Regions from separate parts of the Sus scrofa genome. Here regions 1, 2 and 4 are each linked to region 3. A link is a contact called in public Hi-C data. All regions are on one chromosome and are shown on one strand. Each heading gives the region's core, a stretch centred on a gene start, on an enhancer-like site or on the middle of the called end of the contact. The rest is flanking DNA. Distances are from core to core; before and after follow the strand shown. Region 1 overlaps PTPRM (receptor-type tyrosine-protein phosphatase mu). Region 2 overlaps PTPRM (receptor-type tyrosine-protein phosphatase mu). Region 3 has its middle 28 kb from the start of LRRC30. Region 4 overlaps PTPRM (receptor-type tyrosine-protein phosphatase mu).

What was found. Hi-C and Micro-C count contacts between places; a contact is called where the count stands out from the background.
Region 1: a Hi-C map of liver shows a contact between it and region 3, with 2.8 times the contacts expected there. The contact joins two enhancer-like sites.
Region 2: a Hi-C map of heart right ventricle shows a contact between it and region 3, with 2.5 times the contacts expected there. The contact joins two enhancer-like sites. A contact is called at or near these places in 1 of 47 Hi-C or Micro-C datasets (heart right ventricle) and 1 of 2 datasets of contacts at active chromatin or transcription factors (skeletal muscle).
Region 4: a Hi-C map of embryonic fibroblasts shows a contact between it and region 3, with 4 times the contacts expected there. The contact joins two enhancer-like sites. A contact is called at or near these places in 5 of 47 Hi-C or Micro-C datasets (embryonic fibroblasts, epiblast stem cells, heart right ventricle and 1 more).

What each region holds. Positions count from the first base shown.
Region 1 is chr6:99,779,381-99,782,080 of Sscrofa11.1, forward strand. The region is part of intron 4 of PTPRM (receptor-type tyrosine-protein phosphatase mu); the gene reads right to left. Among named protein-coding and RNA genes, the nearest start is that of PTPRM, 310 kb to the right of the region's middle. Within about 2 kb of position 1,406, at least 3 of the 83 cell types and tissues checked have an H3K27ac peak or open chromatin away from gene starts, as enhancers often do. A contact at or near this core is called in liver, where this site is marked.
Region 2 is chr6:99,960,432-99,963,131 of Sscrofa11.1, forward strand. The region is part of intron 1 of PTPRM (receptor-type tyrosine-protein phosphatase mu); the gene reads right to left. Among named protein-coding and RNA genes, the nearest start is that of PTPRM, 130 kb to the right of the region's middle. Within about 2 kb of position 1,285, at least 6 of the 83 cell types and tissues checked have an H3K27ac peak or open chromatin away from gene starts, as enhancers often do.
Region 3 is chr6:100,262,472-100,265,171 of Sscrofa11.1, forward strand. No RefSeq gene overlaps it. Among named protein-coding and RNA genes, the nearest start is that of LRRC30, 28 kb to the right of the region's middle. Within about 2 kb of position 1,425, at least 22 of the 83 cell types and tissues checked have an H3K27ac peak or open chromatin away from gene starts, as enhancers often do. A contact at or near this core is called in liver, where this site is marked.
Region 4 is chr6:99,898,734-99,901,433 of Sscrofa11.1, forward strand. The region is part of intron 2 of PTPRM (receptor-type tyrosine-protein phosphatase mu); the gene reads right to left. Among named protein-coding and RNA genes, the nearest start is that of PTPRM, 190 kb to the right of the region's middle. Within about 2 kb of position 1,313, at least 15 of the 83 cell types and tissues checked have an H3K27ac peak or open chromatin away from gene starts, as enhancers often do.

The DNA.
Region 1 (2,700 bases), core at 156-2,655, 480 kb before region 3:
CTGTTCAAAGGGTATTTTGGGAGTGCCCTTCTCTGGAATGGATTGGCTGTCTTTGGTTTGGGAAGTAGTGTTTCTTGGTTGAGAAAAAGACTGCTGAGAAAAAAAAAATCTGGCTGAGAAAATAAAGCCGTATCTCAAATGGAAACCAGATGACAGAAAAACCTATTAAGCGTAAATATTTTTAAAAGCAAATTTTTCTTTTCAATTAAGAGAATTAATTGACATGAACGGAAGACAGTCACTCACCCACCAGGGTGAATAAGACAAAGAAACAGACTGTGGAATTCTATTTTCCAGATCAGTTTCCTCCCAGACCGTGAAGGTCACAATTTCTCCTAATGACATATGTAAGGTTTTTTTTCAATAAACATTAAAGGCCTATAGAATGTTTCCAAAGGAGTAAGATGCCTGGCTTCTCCCTGCCTAATGCTGCAACCCTAAAACTGTTTCTAGCTGGTGGAAGGCTGATCCTCTTTTAAGATGCTGATTTCAGCAAATAGATGTTTAAGTATCAATACTTCAGGCTCCTACTACCTTCGAATAAAAGCAATAGTCCCTTAACCCAAGCCTTAGTGGATTTTTAAAAAGGTATTATTTATATTTTAATTAATGAATGCATATTTTTTACTCTGCAAAATAGGGGTGGGAAAAGAGTACGTATTTCATAGGGGTGGGATAAAGATTAAACAAAATGATGCCAGGAGAAGGCGTTCTGTGGGGCTGGTACTTAGCCTCAAAAATGGTCATTATTATTTAAAATAACGGATCGATCTATCACTGGAAACTGGAAAAGATCCTAAGAAAAAGAGCTCCACTGCCAGAAAAGTTTCAATCCCATGCTGAGCTGTAAGCTCTGAACCTTGCCAAACGACCTTAATTGTAACACAGGTAGAGCGCCATTAGAGTGGAAAATTTCAATCTATCCCATACTCAAAAAGAAAAATTCTCTCTTTCTCTCTAAATTTATAGGCCCATTTGTCTCCTGGATACCCTTTCAAAATGCTATGCCAGCTTTCTTCTAAAATCTGCAGGAGTTCTAAAAACTAAATATCTTCCATGAATATTAAAAGGGTTTTTTGGTACAACCTCCCTACTTCCTCATTTCTGCCGTTCCTTCTTCCTAAGAAGGCAATTTTTTAAAAGAAGAGAGGTTTTCAGGTATTAATTGATCTCACACCGGCCTTTGATCCCAAAGCCAGGAATCATCCTTGACCAGGATGCAAATCTTTTTGGAGATGTTTCGTATTATTGATTCTTCAAAGCCGGCCCCGAAACACTGACAACAGACTCAGAGAACAGCAATTTGCGAGATCAAAGTGCAAAGTGAATCGGGCCAACGTGGACTGCGCCTTAACCTCTTTGTATTTTCATTTGCATGTAATGTGATGGCAAAAGTCGAGCTGGGCCGGAGGCCTGCCCGCCTAGAACACACAGTCAACGCTCCTCTCTACTTGTGTGACACATTCCCACAAACAAGAGAGCCAAGTTCAGCAGAAATAAATGCCTGGCGCTGCCTACTCTACCAATCTATTTTGCAAACATGTTTTGTTTAACTTTTAAAATGGACACTGCTAAATGACCCCATCTAGGAAACCAATCAATTTCGCTACTTAGGGTTACAATCTGCAGCTCATGCATTCCAGGGATCCAATCGGGTTGCAGAAATAATAATAACAATAATAATCACAACAGCTAACATTTATTGAGCTCTTAGAATGTGCTCAGCACTTGTCATGTAGATTAACTCATTTAATCCCTACATTTACCCTGTGAGGAAGGTATTATTATTATTATCCACACTATGTGAATGAGGTTAAAGGGCCCCAGAGGCCGAGTCATTCTTGTGAGCAGGAAGCTTTTACCATGTTTCAAGACAAAACTATTTTTGTTTTGCTTGCAAGGTAAGAAGGGCCCTTAATGGAGTAATTTGTCAAGGGGTAAAATAGATTCAACATTCTTATCATAGAAAAATAAGCTAGGCACTACACAAAAATAACTTTTATTCATCACTCGTATCTTGAAGAAGAGCGATATTCCATTGGGGGAAAATCCAGGCTAAGTTCCCTCATGTTGAAAATGAACACGTTCTGAGTTCAGTTCTGAGTTCTGTGTATCTCTCAACCAAAGCACAAGGGGTCTGCCTTTATTCCACAAACATAATTCTTTTTATTATCACAGTCATCCTAGTGGGTTTGAAGTGGTATTTCTTGGTGGTTTGGTTTTCCTGATGGCTCATGATATTGAGCATCTTTTCCTGAGCTTTTTTAAAAATTAAAGCATAGTTGATTTACAGTGTTTCTTCAAGCTCTGTTGTATAGCAGGAGTTCCCATCATGGCTCGGCGTAAACAAATCTGACTAGGACCCATGAGAATGCAGGTTCGATCCCTGGTCTTGCTCAGTGGGTTAAGGATCTGGCTTTGCTGTGAGCTGAGGTGTAGGTCGCAGACACGGCTCAGATCTGACGTTGCTGTTGCTGTGGCCGTGGCGCAGGCCAGTAGCTATGGCTCAGATTTGACCCCTAGCCTGGGAACTTCCATATGCCTCGGGGAGGCCCTAAGAAAGACAAAAAACAAAACAAAACAAAAAACAGTTCCAACGTTTCATTTGTCACTGTTATTCTTATTTTAATCACTGTTTAATGTCTTCATAAAAGTATAAATTTGAAAGTAGGCAAGCAATGTTTGAGTATGCAAATAAAT
Region 2 (2,700 bases), core at 35-2,534, 300 kb before region 3:
CTTCTTTTATGATACAGTCAGTCACTACTTGTTAAGGGCCAGGTTTTCCGTAGGCTTGGTCTGATTTAAATCAGGTTTTACTGGGTCAATGTTGCTTTCACTTTTTTAATCTTAAAAAAAAACAAGAAGTGGGAAAAATAGTTAAAGCCACACTTTTCCAATAATAAGAAACCATCACAATTATCTTTATATCTGCAATTCCTAAAATGATGGTTCATTAAAACAAAACATATACATAAGATGCTTTATAAATATCACACTAGTCTCTGCAAGAATGATGGGACGAAAAAACAGAAAAGTGTTATTACTACTTTCCACCCAACAGACACATGTGAGGGACAGCTTTGGGGAAAGGTGCAATTATGATCTAGGAGTTCATGCCAAACATTAAAAAGAGAGGAAATCACTAGAGACCACTGAAGGTACATTAGTTTCATGAAATAACCCAAAAATCAGCAACAAATATTTTTATTGATTTTATTGAAAATAAAGAGGTGTCATGTGCTAGGAGGACATCCCAGTTTTAATCGCTAGAAGGCAGATATAAGGAAACTTTAATTTACTGCATTTAGACAATTCAAAATTTCTGTACATTTTTTAGAATATGCATTAAATAGCCTCAGAATAGCTTTGTGAAATATCAGGATCCAACCACACCATCCTTTTATTTCCCCCGCCTAGGATGCGAGCCCTCGTTCTCAACAATCTGGGCATATTTACTTATTCACTCTATCCAGCGATACACAAACATAACCGGCTGCCTGTATCAGTACCGCAAAGGCGAGCTCAAGATTGCTTTGCCATTGTGTGTGTGTGTGTGTGTGTGTGTGTGTGTGTGTGTGTGTGTGTGTGTGTGTGTTTCCCTAGAGAATGTACAGTGTACTGAGCCCCAGATTCACCTTTTAAAAAATTGTGTGGTTACATCATCATCCAATTCATTTGTTTGATTTCAATTTTCTCGTTGGCTTTTCTCATCCTTTGCCATTTCACTTTAAATTTGAATATGTCAAAGACGACACTCTCCAAACGTCAAAACTGTATAAACATCAAGCTTCTGGGCTCTGTCTGTCCTGAGAAGCAGTGACGTCATCGGGATGGTTTTGAACCTCGCAGGTCTTGCATTAATGATGTGTAGGTGGGTCTGAGATGGAGGTGGGTGCAGGGTTAATCACATCCCACTTTGGAGTCTAGGAGATTTCTCGACCAGCTGCTGGGACCGGCACTGTTCCCAGCCCTGTGTGTGCTGCCAGGCAATCCTTCTGGATGGTTCCTTGCTCAGACTGGCCAAGTTCCCTCCCGTGCGTGGGCTGAGATGCTGCATACTGGAGGGCTCCCTGTGCAGCCCTGGGGTCCTCTCCTGGGGGGTCCCTCCTATCCCCTGGTCTCTGCTTTCAACTCTGGCTGCCTTGGTCTCCCCAGTCTGTCTCCTCAGTCGGGCTCCTCTGGGCTCCGCACAGGCTTCCCACCCCTGAAGCAAGGTCTGGAATTCTCCCTGCAAGTCAGCAGAGGCCACCAAAGGGCAGCCTCCTTTGTCTGCCCTCTCGGGGCTCACTGTCCCTGTCTTGAAAACCTGTTTCCTTTTTTCTCTTGTATTTTGGTCTTATTTTCATTGCATTTTGTGTTTTTGTGGGGTTTTTTTTGGGGGGTTGATTCAAGTAGAAGGGGAAATCCAGTCCCTATTAGTTCATCTTTGCCAGAAGCAGACGATGTACTAAGAGAAATCTCACCCCACCCTGATCCTTCCCACCTACGTCCCAAGGAATCATATTTAATAGTTCATGGCTTCTCTTCCCAGGGTTTCCTTATACATTAATAAGCAAATACAGGTGTGTTTACTTATTCCTGTCTTCCCTGCATAAAAGGTCACATGATCCACACATTGTCTTTAGCACCTTTCTTCTTTCACTCCCCAAAATATCCTGGAAACCACTCATTGTAGAGAGAGCTTCAGCTAAGTTATTTCTAAGGGCTGCAGAAAATTCTGTGTCACAGATGAGCCATGGTTACTCAGCCAGGCTGTAGGGCTAGGCACTTAATTTGACCCAACTTTGCTGTTACCATCAAGCCACAGTGAGTGTTTCCTGTTTGGGGAGATGCATTTTCAGGGTAAACTGGGGACTGGATTTGCTGAGTCCAAGGGTCAATGCATGAGGCCTGGTGTCAGTACGGATTCTTCAGAAGTGCATCTTGTGACTCGGAAACCAACTGCAAATACCTCCTTGGGAGATGCAGGGAGCACTGGTGACACAGGATGAGCATGCAACCAAGAAAGGGTGCTCCAAGGAGCTGGCTGCCCTGGAGGAGACTGGTACCTGGTCCCCAAGGGAAAAGCTGGGAAATGAACCCAGAACAGGCCTCCACATGACCCCACCTGGGGACCAGCTTCCAGGCTCCGGAGTCACTGGCTGAGAGCATCTCCAGGAAGAAGCTAACTCCCAGGGACCCTGCTGTGGGCTGAGGAACATCCCATGATCTGGGGGACACCCCAGAGCTCAGGGTGGGGCATCTTACACCACCCCAGCCAGGTAGGTGAGGGCCGCTTTCGCCTCAGCTTTGCCAACAGAATCTGTCAGGATTTTGAATTTTTGCCAATCCACCAGGTAAAAAGTAATATCTTGGTGTCTGTGCTGTTTTAATTTGCGTTTCTCTCTCTCTCCTTTTTTTTTTTTTTCCTTTTCTTTTCAGGGCCACACCCCTGAC
Region 3 (2,700 bases), core at 175-2,674:
TATCTAATTTTTGTGAAAAGTAAAACCAGGCTAAGAAAACAGGAGGAGGTAATGATGGGCGAGGAGAAGGAGGTAAAAAGAGCGAGAAAATTTTATTTGAACATTCAAGAAAAAGAGAGGAAATAAGTTATGCTACATTTAGTGATAGTTTATGTCACCTTGGAGCAATAAGGGAGGTGGAGAAAATGAAGTTCTGAGAAGGGTTGGTGACTCAACCTGGCCCCCGACTGCACATCACTGCTGTGCTCCCACCCGCCAGTGGGGGCGCTAGAGGAAACTAGCGACCAGGAGGAGGAAGCGGAACGCTATCCCGGCTTGCCCCCTCTAAGCATCTCCCGGCTATGCTTCCTCATCCACAGTGGCACATCCTCTCCACAACAGCTGCCAAATCCAGTTTGTGGTTTTTCTGACCCTCACAGAGTCACTCTCATCACATAGGCTCAGAGACCTCCACTGATCCCCACCCACTGAACTAAACCTTAGAGCTGAGACCCTGGACTGCCCTAAGCTTCCAGGACAGACGCCCAAGCCACAGGAGGGGTAGGCAACTGCTCCTCTACCACCACCCCAGAAGGATACCTTGCTGTTCTTTTGTCTCTGGTTACCTAGTTAACAGTTTATGCATAGTTGACAATTCCTTAGATTAAATTCTCTCTCTTAAAATAACTGATGTGGTTTTCATCTCCTGGCTGGACCCTGACTGATGCAGGAGCAACTAGCGCTTTGGGATACAGGACGCCTTGTATTTGCTAAATGAGTGATTGCAGGAATGAATGTGGGCACCAAAGCTGGGTAGCTAACCAAAGGCTGTCACTGCCAGTGGGGGTGAACATAGTTGCCTCCTGGGAGGCAGCTGGGTGGCCCTGGAAATTGTTCCCAGAAACCCCCTTGCTTGCCACAGAATCCCACCCAGCTTTCCCGGGAGGCCCTTTACGTGCTCCAGACTCTGGGCTTCCTGGACGCTGGGTAGCAGCAGACTCCCGTCCAGGGCAAAGGGAGTGTCTGTACGAAGCCACTTGGAACAATGAGGAATGACATCCAGTTCTGAGTGTATATACAGCACTTCCGTCGTCTGCCAGATGGGCACTTACCACTAACTCCCAACTCTGGCAAATCTCAAACCTCATATCCAGCTCGAGGAAAGAACAGAGCCAGGGGAGAAGCTGGGTTGACTATTACCCAATTGAAGTAACACAGTAGGAAGCAGATGAACCTGATTAAAGAAAATGGAGTACATTTCTGGCTTGGCAGAGGGAAAAAAAAAAGTGCATAAAATTTTAAATGCACCTGAAATTTTCCACACTTGGAAGCTGGAATCCTAAGACGAGAGCGCCACCTGCTGTCCATAGTTAGACCTACAAGTCGTGGCTATTTCAGAGCGCATGCCCAGAGACAAAACATTCCATGTTAACTCTTGTTGGAAGCCACGCAATCGTGATGACTAAGTCATTTAGTTCCCATAAGACGTTTGGCCTAGCTCAGAGCAGGTGTACTTAACACAGGTCCAGAATGACTGCAAAGGAAGTATGTTCTCCAGCGTCTGGGTCTTTGAAGTGATGTCCAACTCGAGATTGGAAGCATGCCAAGCCTTTGGGCAAAACTCTTGACCTATGAAACTGAAAACAAGTAGTTAATGCATGGAAACACATAGTTATGGCTGTGGATTAGAGAGAATAAGAAGATTACAGGAGTCCACCCTCCGTGAACCATAGGATGTTAGAAACAGGAGTGTTCTTTGGATTTTTTTTTTTTTTTTTTTTTTTTTTTGCAAGAGTCATTGCAAGCCTTAAGAGTAGGTGAAGTGATTGACAGCTAATAGATACCATTTTAGGATCCTGGAGAGGATGGTGCCTATAGAAGAGCTTTGAAACTCTAGAGTGGTGTTGATGATGATAATGATAAATATTACTTGTTAACCCACTCCCTGGATGGTGGGGGCAGGGAAGAGCACCTTTCCTGATCAGTTTCTGAAAACCCTAAATAAGAGGTAGAGCTCCTTTAGAAAAAAATTCAAGGTGAGGGTTAAAATGCAAATATCACAGAAAATAAGAAAACACAGACTCACATGTGTTAATCCAGACAGCAAAAATTTTAAATTAAAATTGTTCTTTACTGAAAAAAGTTTGGAGAGGTACATGCATGTGTGTGCTTGTGCATGTACGTGTGGGGTGGGGGGAGGTGTATGGGTGGGGAGAGGTCTAGCACGGGCAAAATAGACATTAAAAAAAAGGGGGTTGAAGTTCCTCTTATGGCGCATCGGAAACGAATCCAACTAGGAACCCTGAGGTCGCGGGTTCGATCCCTGGCCTTGCTCAGTGGGTTGAGGATCCAGTGTTGCCGTGAGCTGTGGTGTAGGTTGAAGATGTGGCTTGGATCTAGCGTTGCTGTCGCTGTGGTGTAGGCGGGCAACAACAGCTCCAATTCAACCCCTGGCCTGGGAACCTCCATATGCTGCGGGAATGGCCCCTATAAAGACAAAAAAAAAAAAAAAAGAAAAGAAAAAAAAAGGGATTGACAATGGCTCTCACATCAGGTGGGCAGAAGGAAACACAAAAAGTACTCATGATCAGGACAGGTGACCTCAGACTTGCATGGTCAGAAGTGGGGCACAAACCTCTTCCTTCTTCTGCCAGCTCAGCCCCTCCACCTTGCAGCCTGGGACAGTGACCAGGGGCCGTGAGAACGACAACCTTGCTCACA
Region 4 (2,700 bases), core at 63-2,562, 360 kb before region 3:
CCCAGCTCAGGAGGGCCTCTGGGAGTCTCTCCTCCAGCCTCGCCCCCACCTCAGACCCTGGCCTCAGGACAGGGCATTCCTCCCACCAGCCTGGCCCACCTGCTCTGACCTCACACCTCAGGCTCTCCAACCCTCTCAGGTGCCACCTCCTCCTGGAGGTCTTCCACTTGCCCTCACTCCCAACTTCTGCCTGGGGAGCAGCCTGCCCCCACCCCCAGGCACTGGCCCCCCCACCTCTAGTCTCCTGGAAGCCTGGACGCCCATCATCACTACAGCCCAGTGCCCAGAGTGCACACAGAACATCAGACAGCCGGGGCCACGGAGGGAAGTCTTCCATTTCCTTGGGGCCCCATGGCACAAAGACTAATCCAGGCTTAACTAGTTCTTCTTTAAATGTGCTCATCTCTTGCATTTCTTGGAGTACAGAAAGGCTCCAAGGCACTGAATGGGGAGCCTGCCCCTGTGATGGTCTGGCCTGATGCAGACTGGAGCCTGGGGGAGGGGTGTTACTGAGCCCTGGGACCACACGAATGGCCAAGGCCTTCCCTACACCTGCATCTGTGTGAAGATGGCTTCACGCCACCGTTAGCCTTCTGGGGGCCCAGCTGCTAACACATCAGTGGCCCACCTAAAACTTGTCCCTGACCCAAAGGCCCTGCCCTCCATCAAGAGAGCTGTGGGGAGCTCCTGCCGTGGCTCAGCAGGTTATGAACCTGCCTAGTATCCATGAGGATGCGGGTTCAATCCCTGGCCTTGCTCAGTGGGTTAAGGATCTGGTGTTGCTGTGAGCTGTGGGGTAGGTCACAGACAAGACATGGCTATGATCCCACATTGCTGTGGCTGTGGTGTAGGCCAGCAGCTATAGCTCCAATTTGACCCCTAGTCTGGGAACCTCCACATGCTGTGGGTGTGGCCTTAAAAAGCAAAAAATTAAAATAAAAAATTAATTCAAAAAAGAGAGAGAGGCTGTGGTCTGCTGGACCCAAATGACAAGTCTTCCCCTGGCCTCAGGCCCTCTGGTCATCAGCCCACCCTCGCCCATGGTCCCTTTGTAGCCCATTGTAGCTCAAAAGACTGCAAAACTCTCCCCAAGTGTCACATCAAAATCCACTGTCCCCTCGCCTCCTGACTTTCCTCACTGCAACAATGTGGCCGGGCGCAGCTCCAGGCCGCCTGCACGCAGAACACGCAACACATGGGAGCGGGCCAGCCCCTGGCTTGGAATTTCTCGGCCTGGCGATCACAATGGCCCTGTGGCCCCATGGCCCTGGACTCTGACCCTCACACATCTCACCCCCTGGCTCTGCTCGAAGATTTACAGCATCTGTCATGACTGGCCTGCCTGTTTACTCCATTACTTGGCTTCTCAGAACGCTGAGGATATCTTGTACTATTTCACAGGAAATTAAGCAAGAAACAAACCTATTTTAAAAACACATATTTATAAATACGGGCTCGCTGGTATACTTTTTAGCAAATATTTAAAAAATAGCTAGCTACTGTTCTTCCTTTTTGCCACAGTTTCCAATCAGCCAAGACAGGAATGTAGGACCAATCTAGAGGAGAATATCTACATTCAATGTCATAAACTACTGAAACACATGGTCATGCACAATACACTGGCCCCCTCGAAACACTTAACTATTAAAAAGCAAGATGCTTTGTAAAAAGGGAATGACTCCCCTGACCCTGCGCATTTGTGCATATCAAAATTGGGTCTTTGGAGTTCCTGTCGTGGCTCAGTGGTTAACGAATCCGACTAGGAACCATGAGGTTTCAGGTTCGATTCCCTGGCCTTGCTCAGTAGGTTAAGGATCTGGCATTGCCATGAGCTGTGGTGTAGGTCACAGACGCAGCTCGGATCCTGCATTGCTGTGGCTGTGGTGTAGGCCAGTGCCTAAAGCTCCGATTCGACCCTTAGCCTGGGAACCTCCATATGCCTCGGGAGCGGCCCTAGAAATGGCAAAAAGACAAAAAGACAAAAACAAAACCAAAAAACAAAAAACTGGGTCTTTAATGGAGAACAGACTTGTGGTTGCCAAGGGGGAGGGGAAGGGGGAGGGAGTGGGAGGGGCTGGGAATTTTGGGTTCATAGATGCAAACTCTTGCCTTTGGAATGGACAAGCAATGAGATCCTGCTATACAGCACTGGTCACTAATGATGGAGCATGATAATGTGAGAAAAAAAATGTATACATGTATGTGTGACTGGGTCACCTTGCTGTACAGGAGAAAATGCACAGAACACTGCAAACCAGCCATAATGGGAAAAATAAAAATCATTATTAAAAAAAAAAATGGGTCTTTGAAAACATTATGCCAAGTGAAATCAACCAGATGCAAGGCACCGATACGGAATGACACCACCTACATGAGGTACCCAGAGTGGATCCTCAAATTCAGAGATAGGAAGTAGGGTGGTGGCGGCCTGGGGCTGGGGGAGGAGGAGTGGGGAATTCGTGTTCCATGGGTGCAGAGTACCGGTTTGGGAAGATAAAAAGATTCTGGAGACGATGGAGGAGATGGTTGCACAGCAATGTGAACGTACTTAATGCCACAGAACCATACTCTTAAAAAGGGTAAAGGGTATGGGAGGTGTTTTCACCTCCGAGGGGAGCCCACTGTTGACATTCGAGTTAAAACGAGGCTGCCCAGGGGCCCCGGCTGTGTAACTAATACCTCCCCACAGACCACTGATCT